2 separate regions of the Danio rerio genome follow, and region 1 is linked to region 2. The links are chromatin contacts, called in public HiChIP or PLAC-seq maps. All regions are on one chromosome and are shown on one strand. Each heading gives the region's core, a stretch centred on a gene start, on an enhancer-like site or on the middle of the called end of the contact. The rest is flanking DNA. Distances are from core to core; before and after follow the strand shown. Region 1 holds the start of tnpo2b (transportin 2b). Region 2 holds the start of nup133 (nucleoporin 133).

Region 1 (6,121 bases), core at 2,287-4,786, 200 kb after region 2:
AGTCTTTATTGTTTTAATAAATCAGTGATTCTTCATTAAAGTTACAAATGTTTACATTATTGACCGAATGCTTTACACTTACTTAACATGCCTTTAAAACACAGGGAAATAATAAAGTTTCACTCTGGTATGGTTATTCTTTGTGATGACTCCACAAATCTTATGTATTCTCAATTGTTGATCAACTGTAATCCCAACTTGACATTGCATATCCTGCGATGTGACTATTGTGGACACACACTTTGCAATATTGGTGCTGAAATGATATATTAGGCAGCCCTAATACAAGTATTCATCTTAAAGTGATGTTTGAAGTCTTAACTGGGTTAATTAGGCATGTTAGGGTAATTTGGCAAGTCATTATATAATGATGATTTCATTCTGTAGACTTTTAAAAAATATATTACTTAAGGGGGCTGATAATATTAACCTTAAAATGGTGTTTAAAGAATTAAAAACTGCTTTTATTCTAGCCGAAATAAAACAAATAAGACTTTCTCCAGAAGAAAAAATATGATCAGACATAGTGTGAAAATGTCCTTGCTCTGTTCAACATCATTTATGTACATATGTGTTGTGCAGGTGATCTGTCCAGTGATCTGCTCTCCGCTCATGATGACGAGGCCTCTGAAAGATGGGCCTTAAACTCAGTCATCCCTGGACTATCATACAGACCCCGTCCCAACTCGGAGACCCCTAGCTGGGCAGCAGAGGCTTCGGAGGGCCCTGTGTTCAGCCGTACCGCCCGGTCGGTCATCTCAGAGGAAGTGCTGGAGGCCCTGCGCACGTCAGACAGGAAAGGCCGTGATGTCGTGGTCGGCCTGTCCAACGCCTGCTGCAAATGGGGCTGCAGCAAGAGCGAGATCAGCTCATTATGTTAAAAGAGAATCCTGCGAATCCAGAGAGCCTGTGGGTTAATAAGAGGAGCCCTTATTATGTGACATTACAGGAAAAATGGCAAGCTTTTAATGTCTTGTAAAAGCCTCTCTGATTGTGCAGGAACATTCTGTTAGGTGATTGGATTGGGGTTTTGGATGGGAAAACTGGATGTAAAATGTTTGCTGTGCTTACAAGATTGGTATATACTGCGTAACCTGTAGTAATATGCAATCTCAAAAATAAAAAATATATTGTTTAAAAAAACAGAAGGAATGTGCAATGCAAATTCTTCAGCGTTTTTTATCTTTCTGTTTAAAGGTTGTTCCTGTGAAATAGTGAAAATGTACACCTGGAATATACAGGAAAAGCCGAATTTAGTCAAAAGTTATCTTTTTTAAAGCATGGTCTCTCTTGGCGTGATGCTCTTGTTTGGGTATTGATTTAAAGTGACGGTCAGTTCAACAAAAATTTTTAAAAAAGGGTGAAAGGGGTAGACTTTCTAGAGTTATTCGCTTTATTTTCTATTTAATTATGAGATTTCAATGTTGCTTTTAGTGACATTTTTAGCTGGGTTAGCTTGTCAGATGGTCTTCATAACCACACTTTTTGATGTACCAATCATACATGTTAAATACACATTACTACAGTTAAAGGGAAAATTATTAGCCCTCCTTTGAATGTTTTTCTTTTTTAAATATTTCCCAAATTATGTTTAACAGAGCAAGGAAATTTTCACAGTATGTCTGATAATATTTTTTCTTCTGAAGAAAGTCTTATTTGTTTAATTTCGGCTAGAATAAAAGCAGTTTTAAATTTTTTAAACTCCATTTTAGGGTCAAAATTGTTAGCCCCTTTAAGCAAAATTTTCGATAGTCTACAGAACAAACCATCGTTATAAAATAACTTGCCTAATTACCCTAACCTGCCTAGTTAACCTAATATTTCACCACATATGATGGCTTAGCAGTCAAAATAGGACAAATGAGCTCATGTATGGGACAGATTTTGGACCTTTGTCAGTGAGGGGTGGGTCTTTTGAACCACCCGAAACCCACAGGCTACGAGGCTGCATTGACATCCATAAATCCATAGGAACAAATAATACTATGAAGCGGCTTTAATGGCTGTTTTTTTTTTCTTTTAAATAAATATTAATTTGTGAAAGAAAGAAACTTGAACAGATTTAAAAGTGACACTCTGGGAAATAAATATACACATTCAAGATGTATATAAAATATTAACTTAATATTTATAGCTTCTAACAGAAATGCTATAAAATAAATACAACCCAAGTAGTTTATTTAGTGCCATTGTATCAGGATGTTTTGGCAAGCTGTTTTGACATTTAATCTGTAACCCGTTTTAGTATCTATTTTCATGTTACTATTGCTTATTTTTTAAATACTACTATCTTTTTCATTAAGTAAACTATAACTATGGAACAGTCTTGATCAGAGTCTAAAACAACGTCAGGATATTAATCAATTTAAAAAAACTGTATAAATATATTTTAGTGATTGAAGGTGATTGAAAAAGGATAAAAAGAGAAAAGTATGATGAAATTTTATTTAACGGCTATTTGCAGTATACTATGTTGTTCTTGTTGTTTCTTTGTTTCTATTTGCAGTACTATGTGTTTTGTTCTTTTTTTTCTTTGGGTCTATGTTACAAAATGAAAAGGTACAATGCCAAAAGGATCAAATATGTTTCATGTAAAAAGAAGAGATAAGTAAAAGAATAAATAAGTTTAAGTAATAAACGAATGATGTATGTGTCTAATGGGGTGGGAGAATAATAAGCTTATGCTTCATCCAATTTCAGCTCCATTTTCGACCATGTTGAAACATATTTCTTTTTGTCAATGATATTTTATGTATGATATTTTTTTTCGAAAATAAATAAATCAAAAATCAAATCAAGTGCTAGTACCTATTCATTAGATACTAGTACCTATTCATTTGATATTAGTGCTTTTTAAAAATATTGTAATGAATTAGTACCAGTACCTAATTTTTAACTACTAGTAAACAAAAATATGCACTAGACCAGTCCCAGCTGGAATACGTATAATCAAAATTGAATAGTTGAATCCCAATGACAGATCATATAGAAAAATTGTAAATTTGGTACTAGTAACAACAGAATTGTTTGTCGCTATTAAAAAAGTAGTAGTATCTAATAAACAACAACTAGTGTCTATTTAATAAGTACTAGTATCTAATGAATAAGTACTAGTAGTATAATATTTTCAGTACAGCAATAGTTTTGCACTGTTCTTTGGCTATTTACACGGAATACCATGTAAATCTACACCAATGTGGAAATAACCACTTATTATTATGGTAATTCAAACTACCACAGTACTTATATGACACCAAATCCTTCATGGCGAGGAGGATAATGAACCTGAATGACCCTCCATTATTTTCGACTTTGTCTCCATCTACAGGATACCTAATGAATTACACTCTTTTAAAATTAATTATACTCCCCACAACCCTTCATTAACGATGCATAACTAACAATTATCGCAAGATATTTAGCTTAATTTTCTATAAAGTTAGTTTACTATTTTTAATATCTATTCAGTAGTCGCGCTTTTTGTAGTTTTATGTTAATGAGACGTGACGTGAGCGCAGCGTCACGGTACGGAAGCCGCACAGATACACAGAGCGCGATTAACGCGTCCGCCATGCATCAGCCGCCGCCGGTGAAATAAGGATACCAGCAAGCACACCGATTAAATCCCATCGAAAATAAGTGGAAAGCCGCGGCGAGCCTTCCGTTACCGTGACCCGACGGACATCAGCGTTCGTGCAGCGGCTGAGAGAGATAAACACAGACTGAAAGAGAGAGAGGGGGATCCACTGACTGAAGGTGAGAGCGTTTGGCGGGTTAGCATAGCTGCTAACGGCTACATCAGCGTCTGTCTCTGTTTATACTTCAGCGTTATACACGCTCACCGCACTGATTTCACCGATTTAATGCGTTTTATTTCGTGTATGGTCGGTTACAGCGTGTGATGTGAGCTGGGGAATTGGGTTAAACCGGGCCGCGTAAACACACACACACACACACACACACACACGGCCTACACACACAATCTCATACACACAGAGATTATACACACACAAACACGCGCTCAGTCATACAAATAATATATACACTCAGGAATACACACATGTAAACACTCGCAGACACACCGAATCTCATACACACAGAGAGATTACACACACAAACACACGCTCATTTGTACACAAGAATATATACACTCAACAACGCGCACACAATCCCATACACACAGAGATTATACACACACAAACACACGCTCGGTTGTCTACAAAAATATATAACCTCAGGAACACACACATGTAAACACGCTCACAGACCCATAATCCTGTACACAAAGAGATTACACAACCAAACACACGCACAGTTATACACATGAATATATACACTAAAGAATACACACGCAACCCCATACACACAGAGATTATACACACACTGGGTTATATACAACAATATATACTCTCAGGAACACACACATGTAAACACGGGTAGGGTAGGGAAATGTCCTCGAGCTGGGATTCGAACTCGCGACGCCCTGACGTGCTATTGCACCATATGTCTGCGCGCTAACCACTAGGCTATTGTGCCGACCTCATACACAAATTATACACACACCAACAAACGCTCGGTTATACACGAGAATATATACACTCAGGGACACACATGTAAACAGGCTCAGTTATGCACAATAATATATGCAGTGCACTCAGAAACACACGCACAATTGCATACACAGACAATTTCATACAAACTGATTATACACACAAAGTACACTCCATTACACACGAGTTTATACACTCAGGAACACACACACACACACACACACACACACACATGTAAACATGCTCAGTCATGCACTATAATATATTTATACTCAGGAACACACAGGCAATCTCATATAAAGAGTATACACGAACAAACACGCACAGTTATACACAAGAATGTGTGTGTGTGTGTATATATATATATATATATATATATATATATATATATATATATATATATATATATATATATATATCTATATATCAAAAACATTCATCCAGACACAATGGCGCCCAAAGGTCTGTTGGAAGTCTATAAGACTATAAATCTGAAAAAAAAAAAACAAGATACAAAGCAGCATCATAACGATATTGAATATGTAAATGCTTAAATAAAAACGTGAATAATTATTTTTGTAAAAACAGTGAGATGTGGATTGATTTAAACTCGGGGTGTGTGTTGAGTCATCTAAATTAGTGCTGGAGCACACGATAATCAGGGTCAGTTCATTTATCTACAGAGCTGTCATTCTCTGACGCTGTTGTAAAATCAAAGTAGTATATTATCGAGTTCTTTTTTTTTAATTATTAGGTGGTTAATTTTCTGTAATAATTATTAATATTCATAGTTCAGATCTAAACCACAGAGATCTTATGAAAGTTCCAGTAAGATCTGAAAATCTGATATGCTCTGGAGCACAGTTGATTTTAGGACCCTGATTGTCGTATTGTTGAAGTTTAAAAAGGGAAATAAAATAATAGATGTTTAAGATTGTTTTAATGGATTTTGTTTTTCAAGATTTATATGGAATAATATATTTACAAATCATGTTTCGTTCCAAAACTGAAAAAAAAACATTTGAAGATATCACAATTAGAAATATATATGTTTTATTTAACTAGCTAAGATTTTCTTTGGTCGCAATACCAAATGACTTAATTAGATGCAATTAGTTTAGTGTTCATTTCCATTGTGGCCATTAGGGTCATGTTTTTTATGTAATTTTTTAGGACAAGTTAATCTTTTCAAATTGTGACCACTTTTAATTTTTTTCCCTGTGAGTGTTTCTATGCAAAGTAGCAAAAACATTACACAGTTTTACCATTCCATTGACGTAATGTTGACGTTCATTCATTTAGCAGATGCTTTAATCAAAAGCCACTTACAAATGAGAATAAAGGAAGCACTTAAAATCACCAGAGAGCAGAAATAGATAGATGCCATCACAAATCCAAGTTAGTTTAGCAGATCTTGAGTGTGTGTGGGACCAAGTAAAAGAGTTTGTGTTGGGAAGTGTCTGGTGCATATTGGCAGTGGCATCAGCAGGTTAATTTTATGATGATAAATCAAAATACAATTGAAATCGAATTAGAGTGCATCATTTAGCAGAAGCATCTTGTCAGCAAAT
Region 2 (6,388 bases), core at 3,827-6,326:
GCAGCGTCGCCTGTTTTCCCAATGTAATCTGAGCGATCTACTGCACACACATTGCTATAAAGACACTATCTGAAGATGAATTTGCATGCGTGAATCAGAAACATTTCCATTCAATAAATGTGCAAATAAAATATGATGCACAAACTTATTAATGATTCCTACTTGTCTTTCTCGTGATAAATAGTAGGCAAAATCTGGTATGTAGCGGGGGGGAGAAGAAAGAGTTGATCAGACGCTGGATTCGAACCGAGTTCATGCTCGAACATGTCAAAACATGTTGACATGCGTGTTACGAGCTGCGCCACTGAGACTGTTAAAGGTGCTACAACATTTTACACCTATAAATCACACTATTTCTTTTTTAATTCACTCAGTGCGATGTTCAGACCCAACTGTGTTAACCGCATCAGCTAAACTCTCCCACTCTATTTTTTTCTTTTGTTGTTAATTCCGGAGAACAAACTTGCAAATAACACAGTTTTCCTCCGGTTTACCTCCGAAAGCAGCACCTCCAATTCACATTCTGTTCAAAGTTTCTCTTCTTGCTTGCTTTTGCCTTTGCTTTTTCGTTGGGTTTTGCCAAAGTAGAGTCATTAGCATATTCATACGGGGGAGGAGGCAGGGAGGGGTTTTGCGCTTGGCATGTTGCGCTCAGTTTCACGTTCATTCAGATGTACAAAAGAATATGCGTGAGATTCGGCGTACGCACATTTACAGCTTTGTGCGTACGCAATGTTTTAGTATGATTTCCACGCAAGTCTTCGTACATGAGGCCCCAGGACACCAGCCCTCCAGGACCGAGTGTGGACACCCCTGCCTTAGAGTTATTCCGGATGCTCATACCTGCAGATGTGCGGTGAGCACCCAGCAGATGGCGCTGTTGTCTTCACTCTGCAGGTAGCGCAGCAGGTAACTGTACGCTTGATCTGTCAGGTATACAACATACTTGTGGTCCAGCAGGGCGCACAGTTTAGGATTTGTGGTCACATCCTGCAAGATGAGGAAAAAAAAGAAAGCAATGTCAGAAATGAATGAAATATCCAATGATGCTGTGAACTCAATCAGACGAAATGGAATATAAATAATTAATTAATTAAATAAAAATCGCTTAAAACAATATAAACTAATTGAAAATCAAACAAAAAGTGCTCAGGAGTAGCTTAATTAATGTATCAGTGCTCTTTTGGTAAGAGATTCATCAGAATAAAAAGCAAAAATCAGCTCAAGGCACTCGAAAAATGTGGAAAAAAATATTTAAAAATTATTAAAGTATTATTATTTAATTATTAAATATACAAGACACAAAGTTTCTAACAGTAAAGCATCAGACCTGTAGAGTGAGGGCTCCTCGCAGCAGGTCCACGATGGCCTTCTGTTCAGGGTCCTGCTGGAAGAGCGAGTGAAAGCGGCTGTAGAACGAGTCCAGCGCCCCCTTCAGGCCACATCGGGCCATGTGCAGGTGCAGGTAGAGGAAGAGCGGGAACAAGACGCTGCTCGCCTCCTTTACCAGAGGCCCTTCAGCCTCTGACAACAGAAAGAAGAGCTGATGAAACCACAGCAGCTCAGATAGACAGTGTGCTTTAAAGATGATCATAGTGTCAGACTGTTTGATACATTGAATGGAAGCAATGGAGTTAATTATGAGCCTGCCCTGCAATAACGCAGTTATCTACATGTATAATATATAACAAACATACAACATAATATACAAATAAATAATGCTATGCACATATAATTTAATATACAACAATAATAATATAATACACTGCATAATACACTTTAGTACAATTCAAAAACACTACAGTTATTTTTCATAAGTGATTGCAGTTGTAAATTACAAGTCTGATTTGGTTTAAGATTTAATTTAAGCAACCGCTTATTGGAAATATATTAGGAAAATCTGACAAAACAAAAATCTGCAAAAAATGAGTTTTTAAAATATTGCCTTTTCGAATTTCTATCTGAAATATATATTTTTAAAATTATAGCAATAATTCTATATTAATTACTATTTTAATATTTATTTCATGTTGAAATTATATTTAAAAAATCATATCATTAATAGTTTAAAATGAATTGCCATTATAATATTTATTTTGTTGAATTTAGATTTTAATTTAAATATTAATTTATATATTCATGTTATATTATTTAAATGTTTTTAATTTTTTTAGTATAATTTCTAATTGGACTTTTCAGTATTAATATTAATTCACATAATGCCTTATCTGACTTCTAGACAAATGTGTGTGTTTTTATGTAAGTATTTGTATGTATATGTGTATGTGTATGTGCATGTATATGTATATGTATATATATATATATATATATATATATATATATATATATATATATATATATATATATATATATATATATATATATATACATATATACATACACATATTTTTTTAACATTAATATTTTTACATTTATTTTATGTTGAATTTATATTTTAAAATAATATTAATTACTACTTAAATATTTATTATTGAATTTATGTGTCAATTTTAATATTAATTTACATATATATTTTTTAAGATCTACTTTTGGCCTTTTTGCCTTTATTAGATAGGACAGTATTTAGACAGGAAGCAAAGTTTGGGGGGGGGGGGGGGGGGGTTAGAAGAGAGAGAGAGAGAGAGAGAGAGGTAGGGAAATGTTGAATCTCGAGTCGGGATTCAAACTTGGGACTCCCTGATGTGCTACTGCACCATATGTTGGCGCGGTAACCATTAGGCTATTGCGCCAACATCAGTTTGCATTTTAATATAATATACTATTCATATTTTTAAAAATATTTCAAACATAATTTCTTATCAGAATATTAAATATCATGCATCCCGGGTGTGTCTGAGGATCTGGTCTCACCCTGCAGGAAGGAGCGTAGCCTGGAGTACTGGTTTTCGTACTGCTGAGGGTCCGCCTGACACGGGGCCGCGGACACCACATTGGCACAACTCGACTCCGTCTGAACTGCACAGGTCAGAAACACAGGGAATAAGCACTGCCCAATTCATTATTATTTACAGTCACAGTTTAGGTCACAATCATTAGCCCTCCTGTTAAAATATTTAATTCTTTTATATTTTCCCAAATTTCTGTTTAACGGAGAGATTTCTTTTCAACACATTTCTAAACATAATAGTTTTAATAACTTATTCCCAATAACTGGTTTCTTTTATCTTTGCCATGATGACAGTAAATAATGTTTGACTAGATATTTTTCAGGATACTAGTGTTCAGTTTAAAGTGACATTAAAAGGCTTAACTAGGTTAATTAGGCAAGTCATTATATAACAGTGATTTTCTCTGTAGACTATCGAAACAAAATATTGCTTTAAGGTGGTAATAATATTGACCTTAAAATGTTATTTTAAAAAATTAAATCTGCTTTTATTCTAGCCTAAATAAGACTTTCTCCAGATGAAAAAATATTATAGGAAATACTGTGAAAAAATCCTTGCTCTGTTAAACATCATTTGGGAAATATTTGAGGAAGTAAAAAAAAAAAATCACAGGAGATTTAATATAAATAATTTGGTTTATTTACCTGTCAGACTGGCCGCCATCTCCTCAGCGGTTTGTGAGAGTTTTGCTCCTTTCATTGATCCATCAGTGTCAATATACTGTCTCCTCTTCAGGTACTGCGTCACCGCATACTGGATCTGCTCCGTCCGGACACGCTTCATCTCCTTAAGAACACACAGAATACACACAAAACATCGAGCACTTGTAGGAGGGAATCATGAATAAATATCATGACAGGGGAATCATATCAGCTTTAATATTTCATTCATTTCTGATAAAGTGGTTTTGACGTCACAATTACATGCGATTTCAGACCCAATATTCAAAGTAGCGTGCTAAACAATATGAGGACCGTGTTGCAAGTTATAGTCGCAGTATAAAGATGAATGAATGTGCGAATATTAAACCAACTTTACCTCAATGTTTAAGCTCAAAATAATTATTTTTCTATTTTTAGAGCGTACTTTGAGTGTTTTACTTATATCCCTGTGTGGTTTTTGCTTACTCTATGTACACACTTGATAGGTTAGGTCTTATTTACAATATACCTGTAAATATACAAACTTTTACATCTGGTATTTTTGTTCCTACGACAAATGTAAATGTCTGTTTTTTTTACCCCAAAATGTTTAAAATATCTTGTTTTGTCAAGAAAAGACAATCATCAAAGTTTAGCACTACTTCAATGAGATTAAATGATGATGAAAAGTTTTATTTTCGGGTGAAATACCCCGTTAATTTTCGCGTAGTGAATGAAACTTTCGCGTCCGCATTCAAACTCTGACGTTGTTCAATTAATGCTGCCAAGTTAGTGGACTCACTAGTATTTGAGATACAGCCATTAGGAGCAGGTTAGATTTTGTGCAACGCAACCAAAGCGATGAAAGGTGAAGTCAGAACACAAATCAAATTTACGAGTTTCTTAACATAACATATTTTAAATAGACTAATTGAATAAATCAAGGCTACTCAAGAGACTCCTGCAGCTGCGCGGCCTCGACCATCATCACGTTTCTGGACTTCTGAACACAAATACACTAAACTTATACAGGTTTATAGCTCATCAACAGCTTAGAAAAGATGTTAAACACCTACTGCATAATCCGCGAATGCCTGTCCTGGAGAAAAGTGCTGTTTTATGCCATGAAAGAGGCTCTGAGGCTGACCGCTACTCTTCTCCACCGCAGCTCCATTGGTCGCGCTGTTTTCTTCTTCGGCGCCTTCTTTGACGGCGCGCTGAGATTGTAGGTCAGGCACTGCGCCATCTAGCGCATTGACAAAATCAACAACTGACAGTGTTTTAAATGGGAAGTCGACTTTACTGAAACACTTAATTTAAAGTGTATGTTTACTGAAGTTTGTTTGTTTTATATATATATGTATTGAAACTACATTTTCCAAAATCCTGCTGTTGAGAATGACCATTAATCCTAACTGAAGTGCTGTTTATTGTAACACTGTTCCAGGATCAGTTTCGTGTCTCAACGTCCTCTTTTGCCTATTTGAGAAAAGATTATAAACGGTTTCAGGATCAGCTGCAGAGGAGCGCATGCGCAGTTCTATTATGACGCGTATTGTGTGCGCGCCTGACTTCAGTGAGCGCGCGGTAAACGGCTTTTCCCGATTTTGTATCGCATTTCGTCGCTTCTGAACGCTTTCTGCTGGTTGTAAACGGACTGTGGACCGGGTATGTTTTCTCCCCGCGGCACACCGGGCTCAGGCCGCAGACAGGCGCCCCGGACCGGCGGACGGAGGAGTGTGAGCGCAGTTCAGCCCGGACTGCTGTTTTCTCCACGCCGCTCCGCTGTGACAGCACGGTAAAAACACAGTAAACACTCTGAATTAACACTGACATGCTGGTGTTTTAGATGTACATCCTAATGATGATATATATATATATATATATATACATACTGAAAAATTATTGTATCAAAATTAAGTGTTATTAACGTCTTGTCCAGTAAATTTAATCTTAAATCAATTACACTTCATATTTTTATACATATATTACATGTAATATTCATTTTATTGTATTAATATAAATAACTGTAGCAATAATAATATACTGTCTGTCTGATATCTATCTATATCTCTGTGTGTGTGTGTGTGTGTGTGTGTGTGTGTGTGTGTGTGTGTGTGTGTGTGTATACATACATACATACAGAATAAAAACAACTGTCACTACTTGGCAATTTTTATTATTATCTCTGAATATTCTTATTTATGAATTATTGTTATGTCTTGGGTAAAATGTCATTTATGTACATTAAGTAATTTAACTACAGTTTTGCTGTGCAAAATTACAAAAAAGTGGCATATTTTTTATGTTAATATTAATGTTTAGACCACAAAATACAATGTTTTAAATTCTGAACAGTTAATATATCAATATTTAATTGCAATAACCCTGATATTTTTAAACAAACAAATGAAAACATTTCTTATTCTGATCAATTGACATTTAAAATCAGAAGAAAAACGCCCTTTAAACAACAATTATTAATATTTAAATAATTTAAATACCTAGTAAACTGAAAGAAACTGAGGCCGTCATTAATATATATATATATATATATATATATATATATATATATATATATATATATATATATATATATATATATATATATATATATATATATTACACATTTATGATTGTTTTTTGTGTAGTGCTTTTCACAATATTCATCATTCAGGATAACTTATAGAACATAACTTGCATAATTATTCCAAAATACATTTTTATTTGTATTACTTTGCTAAATTTGTATATATCAATTGGTTTTCTCTCTTCTAGATCTACTCCCACGCGAGTTCAGAGTCATGCTGTCGTCGAATCTTATAATTTTGATGTCCA

The links. HiChIP or PLAC-seq counts read pairs in DNA pulled down with a chosen protein or histone mark.
Region 1: a contact with region 2 is called in an H3K4me3 HiChIP or PLAC-seq map of gastrula embryo, with 5 times the contacts expected there. The contact joins the promoter of tnpo2b here to the promoter of nup133 in region 2. A contact is called at or near these places in 1 of 18 Hi-C or Micro-C datasets (hematopoietic stem cells) and 2 of 4 datasets of contacts at active chromatin or transcription factors (embryo and gastrula embryo).

What each region holds. Positions count from the first base shown.
Region 1 is chr1:57,597,348-57,603,468 of GRCz12tu, forward strand. It overlaps tnpo2b (transportin 2b), which reads left to right and starts at 3,537. Exons shown (of 25, transcript XM_021477402.3): 1 at 3,537-3,756. rln3b (relaxin 3b) reads left to right here. Exons shown (of 2, transcript NM_001115063.1): 2 at 596-881. The coding sequence ends at 881.
Region 2 is chr1:57,394,181-57,400,568 of GRCz12tu, forward strand. It overlaps nup133 (nucleoporin 133), which reads left to right and starts at 5,077. Exons shown (of 26, transcript NM_213531.1): 1 at 5,077-5,348; 2 at 6,329-6,388. The coding sequence starts at 5,221. taf5l (TAF5-like RNA polymerase II, p300/CBP-associated factor (PCAF)-associated factor) reads right to left here and starts at 4,745. Exons shown (of 7, transcript NM_199852.1): 1 at 4,627-4,745; 2 at 3,554-3,695; 3 at 2,872-2,976; 4 at 1,331-1,524; 5 at 844-990. The coding sequence starts at 3,692.